2 separate regions of the Mus musculus genome follow, and region 2 is linked to region 1. A link is a contact called in public HiChIP or PLAC-seq data. All regions are on one chromosome and are shown on one strand. The core of a region is the stretch at or near the end of the contact, and the rest is flanking DNA. Distances in the headings are between cores, read along the strand shown.

Region 1 (7,592 bases), core at 1,572-4,071:
ATCTCATTGGTAGCCATAAAAGATCTGATTAGTTTCGTCCAACACCTACCTGACCCATTCTATCCTAAACTACCCCCAGAGGAGTTAGGGAGGTTAGGCAGAACAAAGTGACCCAGACACATACTTTTTTTTATCCCCCCAACCACATACCAGTTCTTTGTTTCTCTCACCTATACAGAGGCCCCAGAGGTCTCAGACTTGCGCACATGCTACCCCCTCTCCATGATGTTCAGGTACCTCTACTTCATCCTGCCTTTGACCTCATCTTCAACATTCTGCACTCCCACCATTCTTCTCTCTACACAAGAAAGGTGCAATCAGCAAACTCATTCTAGACCCAACATTGGGCTGGTTCTCTGCTCTGGACCCAGCCCTCAAAAGACAAAGAAGCTAGGCATGGCAGCACACATCAGCAGTCTCAGTGCTTAGGAGGCTGGTGGGGAGATGAAAGTTCAAGGCCAGCTTGCACTACACATTAAATCCCTATCTCAAGCAAGCAAGCAAGCAAATAAAAGGGAATCCAGTTTTAAACCCATCTTTGTATAAATTAAAGACTATGGTTCAGTCTTATCTGAGACACAAGTGGAGAGAGCCAGAAGCAGATTGACTTTCAAAATAAACAGAAGAAAACCCCTCTGGAACCACCTGCCCTTTGAAATAGCCTTCCCAAGCTGCTACTATGGTTCTGAGATGGCTCATGAGGTAATGTGTAGCAGGCACATGGGCTGCTGTTGTAGACTATAAAATGCATGAAACTCGCAGTTGCCTATAGGGGAATGTGATCTCCTGTTGTTCTATGCCTTCTCTGCTTGCCTTATGGGTAGCATGTCTCTATCAAAAAAGTGAGTCTCTCACCCTAGGAAAGATCTCAGCTTTAAAAAATTTAGCGCAATGCTTTTTATATCAGTGGGTTATATTTAAAGCATTCAAAGGCCTAGATTTGCATCGACTGCATTTGACTTAGTCAAATTATTCACCATCCATCTCTCATGTACAACCCTCTTCTCAGTCTATGAAAGCTCCGATTACATAGAGTTTAGGTTTCTTCCAGGCAAATTGATCATCAATTTCTTAGACCTCATCCTACCAAGTATCTTGGACTAGTACAAGTGTCTGGCTCCCCTATTGGTATTTTGAACGTGTCCAAGCTCAAATCATGGCCAGCAAGCATTACCAGTGGCTTTTTTCTGCTGCAGTGTCTGAACATCTTTCTCATAAGAGAAAGTGAAAGCAAACAGGCCATGAAAGTGTCTTAGCTGACTGGGAGCACAAGAGAGGAAGAAGGGAGAGCATCCTACCTGGTAGGGCAGACTCTTGAGAACACGACTTATAAACAATTGTGAATGCCTACCATTTGTTGATTACTTGATACGTTCAAAATTATATTGAACTTCAAAACAATCCCATGGACGGACACACACACACACACCAGGCTGAATCAACTGATCTGGAGTAGCTGTGTCTTGACAGATGTCCCTAACTCTTGCCAAGCAAACATGTCTGTCTGACAACACACGACTGTATGTGTTTGTTTATACCTTACTTTGTTCCACATGGCATTTGGGGTAAAGAGGGAGATGTGAGACACAGCAAGACACAAAAAGACAAAATGAGGAAGACAAGCTAAAGACACTTCGAAGATGCCAGGATCTTTCTTCTGCCAGCGACAGGTCTCTGACTGGGCCCCAAGCTTTCTGCAGCCATGTTGTGGGGGCAAGGGGCAACAGGGATCTCCTCCCATTGTTGGTATTTGCAGCATAAACATAAAACAAAATGGACCAAAGACTTTAAAAGCACCAATTTTCCTAATTTCAGGTCCCCAAAACAAATGCACCCCAAGTGGCACCCTTGGGAGGCTTTAACCTAAAAGCACAGAGCAGAAGAATTAAAGGGGCCTTTGTTCTCCTGGCTCCCATCAGCAGCCCCATCACGGCTTAGCCAAGGTAGCTCTGGAGGATGTAGAGGACTAGGAGGATGTGTAGTTTAGCCTCTCTCAGCTGAGCCATGCAGCTGTCCAGATCTGGATCTCTTGAGCCTGCACAGCTTTGTAGTGAGTTCAAGGAAATGAAAGTGGGATTGGATTGGGCAGAGGCATAAGAAATGATCCCAAATTGGTTGCAGTAGAAATCTCAATGGTTCTTTAGGGAGTGTGGTAGCTGAAATGGCTCTTTAGAACTGTCCCAAAGACAGCCCAAGGGGCCTGGCCTTGTATTCCCTCCCCATCTGCCTGTCATTTGTCACCAACCACCCTTGAATAGGGGCTTAACCTTAATCAAGCCGGGGAGGGGGACACAGCTGTGAGATATTGCCAGTGGGCTTTGGGTGCAGCATTCATGACCATTGCCCAACAATCAGAAGACAACAATCAGAAGACAACAATCAGAAGACAACAATCAGAAGGCAACAATCAGAAGGCAACAATCAGAAGGCAACAATCAGAAGGCAACAATCAGAAGGCAACAATCAGAAGGCAACAATCAGAAGGCAACAATCAGAAGACAACAATCAGAAGACAACAATCAGAAGACAACTTTCTAGCATAGAGCTCACTGAGGCTTATGTACCCTCTAGCACCAGGCGTTCCACTTAGACTGGCCATACAGGACAGAGGGCCTCTGCTCTCAAGCCCTAAGGCTGTTCCTCTTATCACAGATAACAATAACCTCAGCCTGTTAAACCTAATACACACACATACACACACACACACACACACACACACACACACACACACACTCCTGAATAAAAGCTCCAGAGAGCACCTAGCTTTAGCAGTATTACTACTTCCTGGTGTACGAGCCAAAGTAAACAGTTTGCTCAGCACACAAGGACAAGGCAGCATCGGCACAGTTGGGTGGTGCTGTTAACAGGAAATCTGCAGGTTAGACGATGATAACAGCCTTAAACTTGGACTTTGTAAAGTTTGCCAGAGAAGGGGGTCAGGAGGGACTCAGGGTGAAGCCAGCTGGAGTGACCTGTGGAGGGGAGGGTGGGGAAGTGTGGGCCTGACATATTTGAGGGTTGGAGGTCCCGGGGAAGCAGAGACATAAAGGGGCCTCTGGGATAACCTGCAGGAGACTGCAGGCTCTCCTGCTCCATCAGCAGTGCAAGGCTCCAGCTGCCACCTGAACCAGCTCTGCAGCTTTGCAGATGGTGTGTCCAAGGGTGGGCTTCCCGAAGGTTTCCAGATCTGTCTGTGGACACTAGCCTAAGGCTTACAATTGTCCCTGCTGGGTCTGTTTAAAGTTAGGTAACCTGAAAAGTGTAACCATGACCGCTGTATTTATATTATTCCAAGTTTGACTTTTAAGAAATATATCAGGTGCTTATGTTAAACATCGCCGTGAGGTTCCTCTTTACTGTCCCTTATATCTTTATATCCCTTATATCTTTATATCCCTTATATTCTTTAAATGAAGGCACATGAGGTATAGAGCAGAGGAGAGGGGCTGGCTCTGAGCCAGGCTTCCTGACCACTTTCATTCCTGGGAGTTCTCCTTGGTACATCCTGTCCACAGGAAGCAGCTGGCTCCTTGGTGACCATGCCTGATCACCAAGCACAGTGGCCACAGCAACCTGTAACTTTCCTTCCTGAAAGTTTGGTGTCTATGGCCCACAGAAAGCAGAACCAACAGCTCTGTTCAAAGCCTTTCGGTTCTGCCTGGCTTGACTTGCCGCCCTGGCCACACAGATGTTGTCAGTTTGAATCTGCTGTAATGAACTCTGTAAATAGCTTCCCTAATGGATAATCAATCATTTCAGAGATTTAATACTGAATCAGGCTGCTGGACACATGTGGGGGCAAAGCTGTTTGTATCTGATCCAAACAAACCTCCCTTCCTCTTTTACTTCGCAAAGCAAAACATGTCATATTAAATACCTAATGATCTACGACAGGTCTCCCATGACCTAAAAAGAAAAGCTAAAGACACAGACCATCCAAGACAATACAAATTACATGTAATTTGTGCATCTCTTGAAATTAGGTTCTTCATTTAAAGAATATAAAGGATAGTAAGGTAGACTCTCAATTTGCCATTTAACAGAAACATCTACTATATTTCTTAAAAGTCAAACTTGGAATAATATAAATACAGCGGTCATGGTTACACTTTTCAGGTTACCTAACTTTAAACAGACCCAGCAGGGACAATTGTAAGCCTTAGGCTAGTGTCCACAGACAGATCTGGAAACCCTCTGGAAGCCCACCCTTGGACACACCATCTGCAAAGCTGCAGAGCTGGTTCAGGTGGCAGCTGGAGCCTTGCACTGCTGATGGAGCAGGAGAGCCTGCAGTCTCCTGCAGGTTATCCCAGCAGCCAGCCCAGCCTCAAAGGCCTCTGTGCCCCACCCCCACCACACACACCAGCTGCCCAAACCCTGCTGACTCCCATCTCAGTATCCCTAACTCCACGTTCTCCCAGTCACATGTCTGCCCACTCCACAGGCTTATTCTGCCTTAAAGTCTAGTGTCAGTGATTCCAGCAGCCTCTTACTAGCCCTCTATGGTCTTACTCCGAGTGTCCCCTGCTGAGTGCATCTACTCTCTGGCCTTCTGTTATCTGTTATTGGCCATTCTTCAATCTCTGGCTTCCCCCAGTACATATCATTTCTGCTGTTTCTACATGGGTGTGGGTGTAAATTAGAAAAGGAAGGCCAACTCCCACCTGTCATTCTTCCTAGGAAACCATGCTGCCAGACCCAGCCTTAGAGCTGACTCCATCTTTCTAATGTCTAGTGGATTGGGCCAGTATGGTAGAGCTGGCCAGTACCACAGAGTGAGGCTAACACAGAACAGGGATAAAACCTTGATTTGATAAGGTGGAGGAGATACCGCCATTTCTTATCTTCCCAAAGACACTCTTAAAGATTTTTTCTCCAAGTTCTTAACTGTTTTCAAAATACTCTATCTCCAACTCACCACTTGCTCGGCTTCCCAAAAGCTGTGAAATTGCCAAGTGCCCTTTTAAAATGTCTCTGTGATGTGGATCTCACAGTTACTTGTTTATCTTCCAATGGCAGGGACTTCACAGGTCACCCAAGTACACACACTGGCAGAGCTCTATCTGAGTCTGGGAACATAGTCAGGTGGCCAGGTGGGGAAGGAGGCCAGAACAGGACTCCTGTCTTCCTGGGCCTCTCCCAGTGCCCTTCTTAGCATTTCAGCCAACCCAGGACCCATCTGCCTACAGGTTAGTGTCAGGTGGAAAGTCCCAGGTTGGACAGCAGAGTTCTAAAGAACACCTGGGAAGAATATACCCATTTATCAAACAAGGGAACTGAGGCTCGAAAGTGAAGAAGTTGCCTAGGCTTTTATACTTGGTGTGTAGCAGCTGGTAAGATTTCTGATCCAGGCCTCCCTCTCAGTACAGCCTACACGTTCTACTCATTGAAAAGAACTTACTTTCTGTCCTTATACCTGAATTTAACACCCATGGGGAGAAAGTACAGAGAAGATTATCACCAGCTGCTTCCAAAGGGGGATTAAATCCTTTTTTGGATTCCTCCTAATGTGCAGCCGTGTTCTGTAACTAGCCTAGAATTCTCCGAGTCCACTTAGCTTTTTATAGTTTGACCTTTGCACAGGAAAAAAAAAAACTCAATGATTTCCCACTATTATGAATAAATGGAAATGGATATGTTTTTTTCTGAATGATTAAAGAGTGAAAATCAGAGCCTACCACCATCCAAGTCCTCTGGAAATAATTTCTCTGGAAAGATAAGGTTCCCAAAGCTACCTTGCAGGTGGATCAAATCCTTACAACAGAGCTCTGGCACACCATTTGTTTATTTTCCATTCTTGCCATGGAGAAGAGGGTAGCTTCATCCTGGGTACGGAGGCAAAAAGCAGGACTTTTGACCCTCTGACCCTCAAAATGGCCCAAACCTTGGGTGTCAGACCAAGTACATTGTCCCCAAAGTATGCTAATGGGACACTGACAGCATCACCAGTGTCCTTCAGAGCACCACTCAAGCACAGGTGCATGGGTCTAGCAAAGCCTGCGTCACCAGCTGTCAAAGCAGGGCACAGGAGCGCACACTCACTGTCCCAACTAAATGGTAGACTGAGGCAGGAAGATTTCTTAATCCCAGAAGTTCAGGGCCAACCTAGACAGCACAGTAAGTAAGGCTCTGCTTCAACATACACAAATCAGTGCATAATAAAGCAAGCTTCCCCCCTATCCATTCACAAAGGCCTTGGGGAAAGCCAAGGGTGGGCAAGAGCAGCATCGGCATCACACGCAGAGATGCTCTCCGATAGCTCCCTACCTCCTCCTCTGAAACCAGACTGTTATGAAATCGAGGAGTTTAAGATAATGGTTCTGTAGCTGGTGCTTAATAAAGGTATTCCCATCTTTTCAAATACCTAACCTTTAAAACATATGCCATGCGCTACCGTGCTTCTTAAGCAACTGAGCTGGAATGTTATTTTATAATGTCTTATTGACACCAGAATCCTTACTACAAAAATGTGAGAATCACAGACTCTGGGGTCTAATCTCACTGTGACCTTGCCCACGAGATTTGCAGAGCCATTTGCTTTGTGGCTTTTCTTTTGGGTTTGCGGGTTGTTTTGTGTTTTGTCTTGTTTTGTCTTGTTTAATGGAAACCAGGGAAAAAGTTGTATCATAGCCGCTGCGTATTAACTCATGCAGGCAGAGTGCACAAGACCACTCTTTACAAACCAGCCTGTGGGAATTAGCGGTGCTGTGGCAGCCAACTTAGAGCTGGAGGATGCTTTCAGATTACTCCTTCCTAGTCTCACAGAGCTGTTCGGGGAGCTACACGTGGCTGGGTGTCTGTGGGATTTCCTCATCCCGACCTTTGCTATGTTTGGTGATATGAGACTGGGTCATCTGTGGGACACCAGGACTGCTGGCTGACTTTGGGTTTCCTCCCTGCCACTCAAGGATCATAGCTGGCAATCAGGAATGGCACTGTAGACTGGTGCTGGTTATTGGACAGTGGGGACTCTCAGCTAACAGGCTGATACTGAAGAGCCTTGACAGTCCTCACCACCCACTCATTTCTCCTAATCTGTGCTCTATGCCTTTTCCTCCTTATTCTTTTCCCAGGGAAGAGCCAGGCTCACCCTAATCTGCCGAGCCCAGAGCCTCTGCCTCCATGGCCTCCTGTCCTGTATTCTTTTCAGCATGTCTCTGTCCTGTCATTCCCTGGTTCTAATTTCAGGCCCTTCCATAAGCTCCATCTTGGTTAGTTTATCTTTTCAGCAACACCAGCCCCCCCCAGGCCATGCATCTCCTAGTGCATTCCTCTCTGACATCCTGCCTCAGCTCTCTAGATCCAGGCCCACATTTCCAGGCGATTGTTGTCTTCTCAAACTCAGTGTGTCACAAGCTCAGTATATCACACACCTTTCCACTGCCCTCCCAACTATCCCAGCCCAGTCTCTCCTCTGTCCCAATGATCTGATTGTTCCTTCAACTGAGGCCTCCTCCTAGCCCTCAGCACTTTTGATAGCCAACCAACTGTCTTAGGATCCCCAGAGTACCATAGCTACTTCCTCTTGGTGCCACCAGAGCAAGTCAGGAGCTTTATTTGTGGGAATAAAATATGATGATAAATATAAGGCT
Region 2 (7,592 bases), core at 3,377-5,876, 70 kb before region 1:
CTAATGAGGCCAGCACTGGGCACATTCATGCAGCCTCTCTTTCACGGGCATCAGGGGCCTTGCAGGTATTAATTAAAGCTCGAAATCCAAGGAATCCAGAGCCGATTCTCATTAACCTCTTTCTGCAGATGGCTGACTCTACTCCCCTGCCACAGTTCTGTGGATGCATAGGGGGTTCTGGGAAGGCTTTAGGAGTTCCTGGTTACAACAGTGTAACACTTGTGATGAAGCTGGTTTGAACTGACAGACCATATGCTGACAGAAAAAGGATCTCTCTCTCTCTCTCTCTCTCTCTCTCTCTCTCTCTCTCTCTCTCTCTCTCTCTCTCTTTCTCTCTCTCCTGAAACAGATCTGGCACACACCATACACTTCATCTGTGAAAGTTTATTCATTGGCTTTCCGTGGAGTAACAGCTATGCATCCATTACCACAATCAATTCTAGGAAGAAACATTGTACCCGTTAGCTCTTTTCCTGGCATCCTCCCCAGCCCTAAGCAGACACTAATTTGCTCTCTTTCTCTATATATTTTGCCTATCCTGTGTTTTGTTGTTTTAAAGTCATATATAGCTGGGTGTGGTGGTGCATGCCTTTAATCTCAGAACTCTGGAGGCAGAGGCATGTGGACATTTTAGTTCCAGGCTAGCCCAGTTTGTAGAGCAAGTTCTAGAACAGCCAGAGTTACACAGAAAAACATTGTCTTGGGGTGGGGGGACAGGGGAAGAGCATTACAGTATAACCTAACACTATACCAAGTACAAGAGGATTATGAGTTTGAGGCCAGCTTGGACTATATGGCAAGTCCTAGGCTAACCTAGGGGATACCTAGTAGGATCCTATCTCAAAGTAACCCATGTCCAGCCAGCTGACACAGTTGCAAAAGCACTTGACACACAAGCTTAATGACCTGGGTTCAATCTCTGGAACCCATAGTGGAAGGAGAAACTGACTCTCAAAAGTTGACCTCTGACCTCCAACAGGTGCTATATAGCACACATACAGCATGTGTATGTGCATGTGCACACACACCCAATAATAGTAATAAACTAAATAAAAACGTAGGAGGTAAGTTACTGTGCATAAGTATCACTACCATCAGTCTCTGGAACATTTTTTTTTTTCTAATCACCCACAACTCTGTCCTGGTTTGAGCACTAGCCAGGGCCACCACCGCCAGTCCCTGGTAACTACTGTTCTTTCTGTCTCTGGGCAGGCAACTGTCCTTTTATCACAGAGACATGGGATTATACAGCATTTGTCCTTTTTGTGTCTGACGTGTCTGGCTTATTTCACTTAGCATGTTCTCCAGGTTCTTTTTGTTTTGCTTCTAAATTATGAAACACCTTGGCCCCAAGTACAGAAAGCAAAGTGAAACACAATCCTTTTGTTTGCCCATTTCTCACAGGTTTGGCACGTGTTGATGGTTTGGTGTGTACAAGCATGTATGTGAGTGTGTGTGTGAGACTGACTCCACATGTGTACATGAGAGAGAATGGGGGGGGGGAGATGGCTAACCCTCCTTTTAGGTTAGCATGCATTTTTCATGTTCAGGCTTTTAAGAAAATTTCAAATCAATAACAATGTATAGTATATCTGTACAAGGCATATATGTTGTTATGTATGTATTTTATATAACACCATAATAAATATCTAAATTTGTATCTATAATAAATGATAGTATTTTGTGGGTTGTCATTGTTTTGTTTGTTGTTTTGGTCTTTGAGACAAAATCTTATGTAGCTCTGACTTGCCTTAAAGTCACTGTGTGGCTCCTTGAATATTGCCTCCACCTGCCAAGTGTTGGGAGACCAGGCATGTACTACCACCACACCTGCCTTACCTGGTGCTAGGAACTGAACCCAGGGTTTTATATCTGATAGCCACTCAACTAACTGAGCTACATCTCTAGCCCTCTTTTGTGTTTTATAAACACTTGAAATCAAGAGTGATGCACATGCCTGTAATTCCGGCCCTCGGGAACTGGAAGCAAGAGAGTCTGAAGTTCAAGGCCAGCCATGGCAACGTAGTGACTAGGTCAGCCTGAGCGATATAAAAACGTGTTCAGTCACACAGGGCAGCAAGATGAGTCAGTGGGTAAAGGCACTTAACACATAAGCCTGGTGACACAAGTTCAGTCTCCAGCACCCGAAAAGAGAACCAGCTCACAAAGTCACCCCCTGACCTCTACATACATGCTGTGGCACACATCATACACACACACACATAGAAACTAACCAAAAAACCAACTCTTCATTCTTTTGTTGTTGTTGTTATTTTTGTTTTTCAATACAGGGTTTCTCTGTATTGAACAGGCTGTTGTGAAACTTACTCTGTAGGCCAGGCTGGCCTCAAGTAGCATGATCAAAGGGGAAAAACAAACTATGACAAATAAACTATATGCATATTTTTGGCTTTGGCGCTGCCAGCACAATTGATCACAGCTCCTACCAGAAACCCAAGCGGCTTGGGATTTTGATGCCCCGGAGGAAGCAACACATCCTCGCTTCAACATCTTGAATGCCTAGACAGACCTGCTCCACATTTCCATCTGCACTTGGCAGTGTTAGCTTTTTTTCCTTTTAACCGTGCTACTCGGAGTGTACTTATAGTCCAGCGGTCTTAACGTGCATTTCTCTAATGATTAGTAATGCTAATCCTAGTGTGTTTATCTACAGACTTCCCAGCATGCTAGGAGCACCCAGACCACCCAAAGGCCAGTGAGGGACCAGAGGGCAGGCTCCGGGATATGCCAGGAGCCTCACTTTGCTAGAAGTGAATGCTGCTTGCTATTTTTATTCCTCTATGGTCTGGGATGTGGCTGCCAACTGGGCAGTGCTGCTGTTGCTCAGGCCTTCCTGGGCATGGATGCACTGTCCTCCTGGACACAGTAAACCATAGGATGGAATATCACGCTCCTTAGCCTCCCAAGCTCCACCTTTAGAAAAGATGAGTTGGCCATTGAATGGGTGGGGCTCTCCAGCTGCAGGAGGTTGGCCTCTGCACCTAGGATGGCTATTTATTTATTTATTATTTTTAAAGGACACTGTGGTTTCATTATGTAGCCCTAGCTGGCCTGGAACTTGCTGTGTAAAAAGCAAGCTGGCCTTGAATCCACATCCTCCTGCCTCTGCCTCCCAAGTGCTAAGATCAAAGGTGTGGACCACTGTGATGAGCTAAAATGGCTTTTTTAAGTGACTCCTCAGACTTTTGTCACCTGGGTCCTGTTGTTAAGAGTCTCAGGGAGGGCTGATGAGTTGGCTCAGTGTGTAAAGACCCTTGTTGCCAAGCCTGACAGCCTGCGTTCCATCCCTGAGACCCAAATGGTGGAAAAGGGAAAACTGAATCCCACCAGTTGAATGTTATTTAAAAACCTCTAGGGAAGGTACAAATATTACATTCCTACTTTCTTGTTTCTGCCATTGGCCAGAGCCTTGCTTGGTACCACAATGAAGTCTCATTTGACTCAAACTTGGGGTCCTTTAAGAGGGACAATGTCCTCTTATTTAAACTGTTTATTAGCCCCACTCAGAAATCTGGGAACCTCATGAGGGCTGAGAGGGCAACCTGCTTCTTCTGGTGCTCAGTTGGTTAGCAGCCAGGGCATCTCTCTGATATACAGGGTTCAGGCTGCGCAGACTCAAAGAGAAGCGCAGAGGAAATGTGTAGGTGTAGCTTGTGTCTTGGGGGCAAGACAGTGACAGGAGTAAGAAATGGAGAACGTGACGTCAAGGTTAAGATGAGGAAGCCAGTTTGCAGAGGAAGACTGGAAGCCCTTCTTTACCTGGGCTTCCTCCAACGAACAGAGCATGCTCAGAAAAAAGGGTCCTCCAGGTATAAACAGGAGAGATGTGGAGTATAAAGGACCACACACTGCAGTGGCCAAAGACTTTTTGGGTTCCTTCCTCAGCACATAAGTTCCTTTCCAGTCTCGGGAGTGGTTTTCCTGTTTTGATAAGCTATTTCTATTATATTCAGTTCCAACTTAAACGGAGTGACTTTTTCTCCATCTCGTTCATTCCTGGCAGCTGCCAAGATGTACAGTTTGCCTGCTCTGTTGTTTTTTCTTGCAAAATCTAAATAAAACTGTCCCCAAACTTCCTTGTGATCCCACTTTAAAATTATTTTATCAATGAGATTGCCACCCCCCCCCCTCCCAGGGGAACCTCCGTTTCCCTAGAAACAAGACTATACTACCCTGATCCATGCACCAACATCTGCCGCTCCAGGGGGTGTCAAGGTATCAGGCCTGGGAGAATGTTTGCTATACTAATATACTAAGAACCCAGCCTCCCTCCCCTCCCCGGACCTTCCGCATTCCTCCCTTTCCAGAGGAACACTGCCCTCCCGCCCCCCCTTCCCACCCCCACCCCGCTCCCAGCAGCACCACCAAGGCAGGGCTGCAAGAGATATGCACTACTCCCCTGCCTCCACCTGGGTCCTCAGGAGGGATTTGTTCACTGGGTCCAGAGCTGCTCAGCCTGGATATCTGGCCTAAGCTCAATTGCCTCCTGCTAGACTTTCTTCCTGTGGTTTTGCAGGCTGGCACTACCACTCAGTACCCAGCTCTGACTTAACTATCAAAGGACCGGTGGAATGACCTGGCTGAGAATGACAGCTACAAGCCTAGCCCTGCTCTCTGTGCCAGGCACTGCTCAGCCCTGCACCAACCTTATCTTCTGCACTGAGTCAGAGTCTAGCTGGACTCTAGCCTTAGACGCCTGACAGCTCTTTCTGAGCCTGGGGAGAGCCTGGCCAACAGGAAGGCCTCGTTCACCCAGCAGACCTGACCCAGGCAGTCTCTCTTTGAGACACTCCATAAACAAGGTCAGGTGGTGCTAGTGGCATCTCAGGACAGGGAACATGCCAAGGTAGCAACAGGGACTGAGCCAATGACCCCCAGGAAGCTCCCAGAAGTGCATCCCAGAAAGTCAAGGGTGGATGTCCTGGAATCCCCTGGAGCTTAGGCCAACAAGGTTGACCATTTCTGGCTAGGGCTTTGGTGGCCTGTCTCCCCTCTCTGGGTCTCTGCTTCATCACCTATCAAATGGCAGGTAAAGTGGGTGGCTCTAAGTGCCTTCCTGGTTCTGGACATAGATTCTGAGAACCCAGAGGCATCAAGATTCATAGACAAGTCCCAGGCAGGAAGCCATTGATCCAGAGATACTTTCCTCTCAACCAAACCAAATTCTCCCACTGGCCTGACTTAGACCTCCGGTGGGGAGCTACTCACTGCTGACACTCAGTGTCAACTGGCCGGTAAGTGGCCATCTGAGCAAGAGAAACGGGAAGAATGGCTTCAGTGTATTTCAACCTGGTTCGAAAGACCTGAGCCCCAAGTCTTCACCATCCATGACCCAGGCCAGAGAAGAGGGACACAAACACAGCTGGCAGGTCCTTTGATCAGGGTCCAGCATCAGCTCAATGGGGTGAAATACTGTTTTGTGATCTCCCTATCTAGGTGGCACAGAGATGGAAATGGGCTGCCTGCTTTTACCATGCATCTCCAAGGATTTTTCATCCACAAGCAATCCCCGCACCTCTGCCTGCTGTCCCTCCCTCCTCTGTCCCTTGGCACTGCACACTGTTCTGAAGGTGAACTCTGGTTGTGGCAGGTGTCACTCCTCTGGGTTCATCTGTGGGTTGTGGAGATGACAAGACATGCAGGACTGGTGTTCTGCTCACTGTGTACAGCCAAACAACAACAACCACCACCACAGGAGTCCCTTGTTCCAAAAGCTTGGTGGTGATTACAGCTGAGACTCAACTTTCAGCAAGTGTTAAGACCTCTCCATCCCAGGTTCTAATTTCCCCTCCATTACGTCCCAGTCTTGAAGAAGGACTATCCAAGGGAAACTGAGTTCTCTCTTTCCTAGAAGTTCAAGGATATGGTCCTTGGGACTTCATCAACTCCCTGAGGAATTGGGAGGAGCAGGAGGGGATTTCTGTGCTTTTGTGTTACAGGTGACTGAGCTGCTGGGAGCCATTTCAGGCTAATAGCTGTGGAATGTGTGTCAGTGGCTTCCTGCTAGCCGGGTGTCCCCCTACAGTCATCTGTAGGGCTGCCCAGACGGCAGGCGAGGGATGAGTCGGGGATCTGGGTAGATATGTGCCCTGGCCCAACTGTCACGGCTGAGTGATCATTAAAGGCTTCTCTGCTGGGACCTAACCGCCAGCCTCCATCCCTCCAACCATGCCCCATCTGTTTATTGTTTATACAATCCATGTTTGCTGGTGACTGATGACAACAGTTTGAGTAGAGCCAGGGAGACTGGAGGCAGCCCTGGACTCGTGCCAACCACCCTGCTGGGCTTTGAATTATCCCACCACTGCTCCACTCAGAGTCTCCTTTGCTTCTTCCTACGGAATCTTCCTGTGGTGGTCCGTGCCTGATGGTTTGTCTCCTCCATTTTGGCTTTAAGGGATCTTTCTAACCCAAACCACATCTAATCACTGTGTTGTGGGGAAGCTGTTAGTGTTCCCCGTGATGAATGTTGTCTCAATTACTTAGCCGGGCCTTCCTGGGTCATCTCTGGATCTGATAAGGATTATTGAAATATAAATGAATGGATAGATAAATGAAGAAATGAGCACAACTCGAATTCCAGTGGAGCTTATGCCCTATAGATTATATTATCTCTTAACATCAGGATTCCAAGTCCCAAACAGGGGACTTGACCAAAGAAAAAGGCCAGGCCCCAGCAGAGGCTATGCAGACAGTGACATCGGACCTGACTATTGTCTACCAGGTCTTTCCATCAGAGGATAGGTCTAAATCAACATCCTTTTACCCAGGAAAAGAAAAGTCCTCAGGGCTCTGGCCTCCTAGAATATGTTTTCTTTCTGGGGGGGTTCTAGCTGGGGACCACGTCTGCAGAGTCTGAGATCAGTCCTGCAACCCTTGGGGGCCCTGACACCAGCTCAGATATGTGCTCGTGTGGAAACTAGTTTCTATGATTGATATTTGGCCTATAATTTATGAGATTTGTCATCTTCAAGGCCAGAGGAACTATCTCAAGGGCTCTGTCCTTTGTGACCTCCGATCCTGCTCAAGTTCTCCACCCTCTAAAGCATCCCCGGAGCTGGCAGCCAGCTGAGAGGACGCAGCATCCCTGAAAGATTTCCAGATACTCCCCACTCCTTGCCCCAGGCCCTGAGACTTTGGTGGAAGTCACGAACTGGACAAATCCAGTGGGGACTCAGTTCTGAAATCCTTCCTGCAGTTTGCAGCAGCCAATCGAGAAAGGGCATGTGGGAGCCTCAGAGAGGAGGAAATGTAAAATGGAGCAAGCGCTTTGGAAAAGTTCTTCTGAAATATCTTTTAAAAAACGAACCATAGAGCCTGAGATGACTCAGCAGGTGGAGGTGCTTGCAGCTGAGTCTCCATCTGGAAGAAAATAATTGATTCTTATAGGTTGTCCTCTGGTCTCCATATGGGCACCGTGACACATGCGCACTATCCCAGCCTCTGCCACACACACACACACACACACACACACACACACACACACACACACACACATAAATAAATGTAATAAGAATTTAAAAGGTTGGTGAAATGAATCGGAGGGTAAATAAAGGTGCTTGCCACCAAGA

The links. HiChIP or PLAC-seq counts read pairs in DNA pulled down with a chosen protein or histone mark.
Region 2: a contact with region 1 is called in an HNF4G HiChIP or PLAC-seq map of pancreatic cancer cells. The contact joins two enhancer-like sites. A contact is called at or near these places in 1 of 39 promoter capture datasets (embryonic stem cells), 1 of 15 datasets of contacts at CTCF or cohesin (the NIH/3T3 cell line), 27 of 484 Hi-C or Micro-C datasets (the HPC-7 cell line, differentiating embryonic stem cells, embryonic stem cells and 4 more), 4 of 115 datasets of contacts at active chromatin or transcription factors (the NIH/3T3 cell line, embryonic stem cells, heart atrium and 1 more) and 1 of 9 other capture datasets (embryonic stem cells).

Annotation. Positions count from the first base shown.
Region 1 is chr8:106,303,755-106,311,346 of GRCm38.p6, reverse strand. All of the region lies in intron 1 of Smpd3 (sphingomyelin phosphodiesterase 3, neutral), which reads left to right. All of the region lies in intron 1 of 4930506A18Rik (RIKEN cDNA 4930506A18 gene), which reads right to left. Among named protein-coding and RNA genes, the nearest start is that of 4930506A18Rik, 25 kb to the right of the region's middle. Within about 2 kb of position 2,821, at least 91 of the 459 cell types and tissues checked have an H3K27ac peak or open chromatin away from gene starts, as enhancers often do. A contact at or near this core is called in pancreatic cancer cells, where this site is marked.
Region 2 is chr8:106,375,660-106,383,251 of GRCm38.p6, reverse strand. No RefSeq gene overlaps it. Among named protein-coding and RNA genes, the nearest start is that of Gm34026, 21 kb to the left of the region's middle. Within about 2 kb of position 4,626, at least 62 of the 459 cell types and tissues checked have an H3K27ac peak or open chromatin away from gene starts, as enhancers often do. A contact at or near this core is called in pancreatic cancer cells, where this site is marked.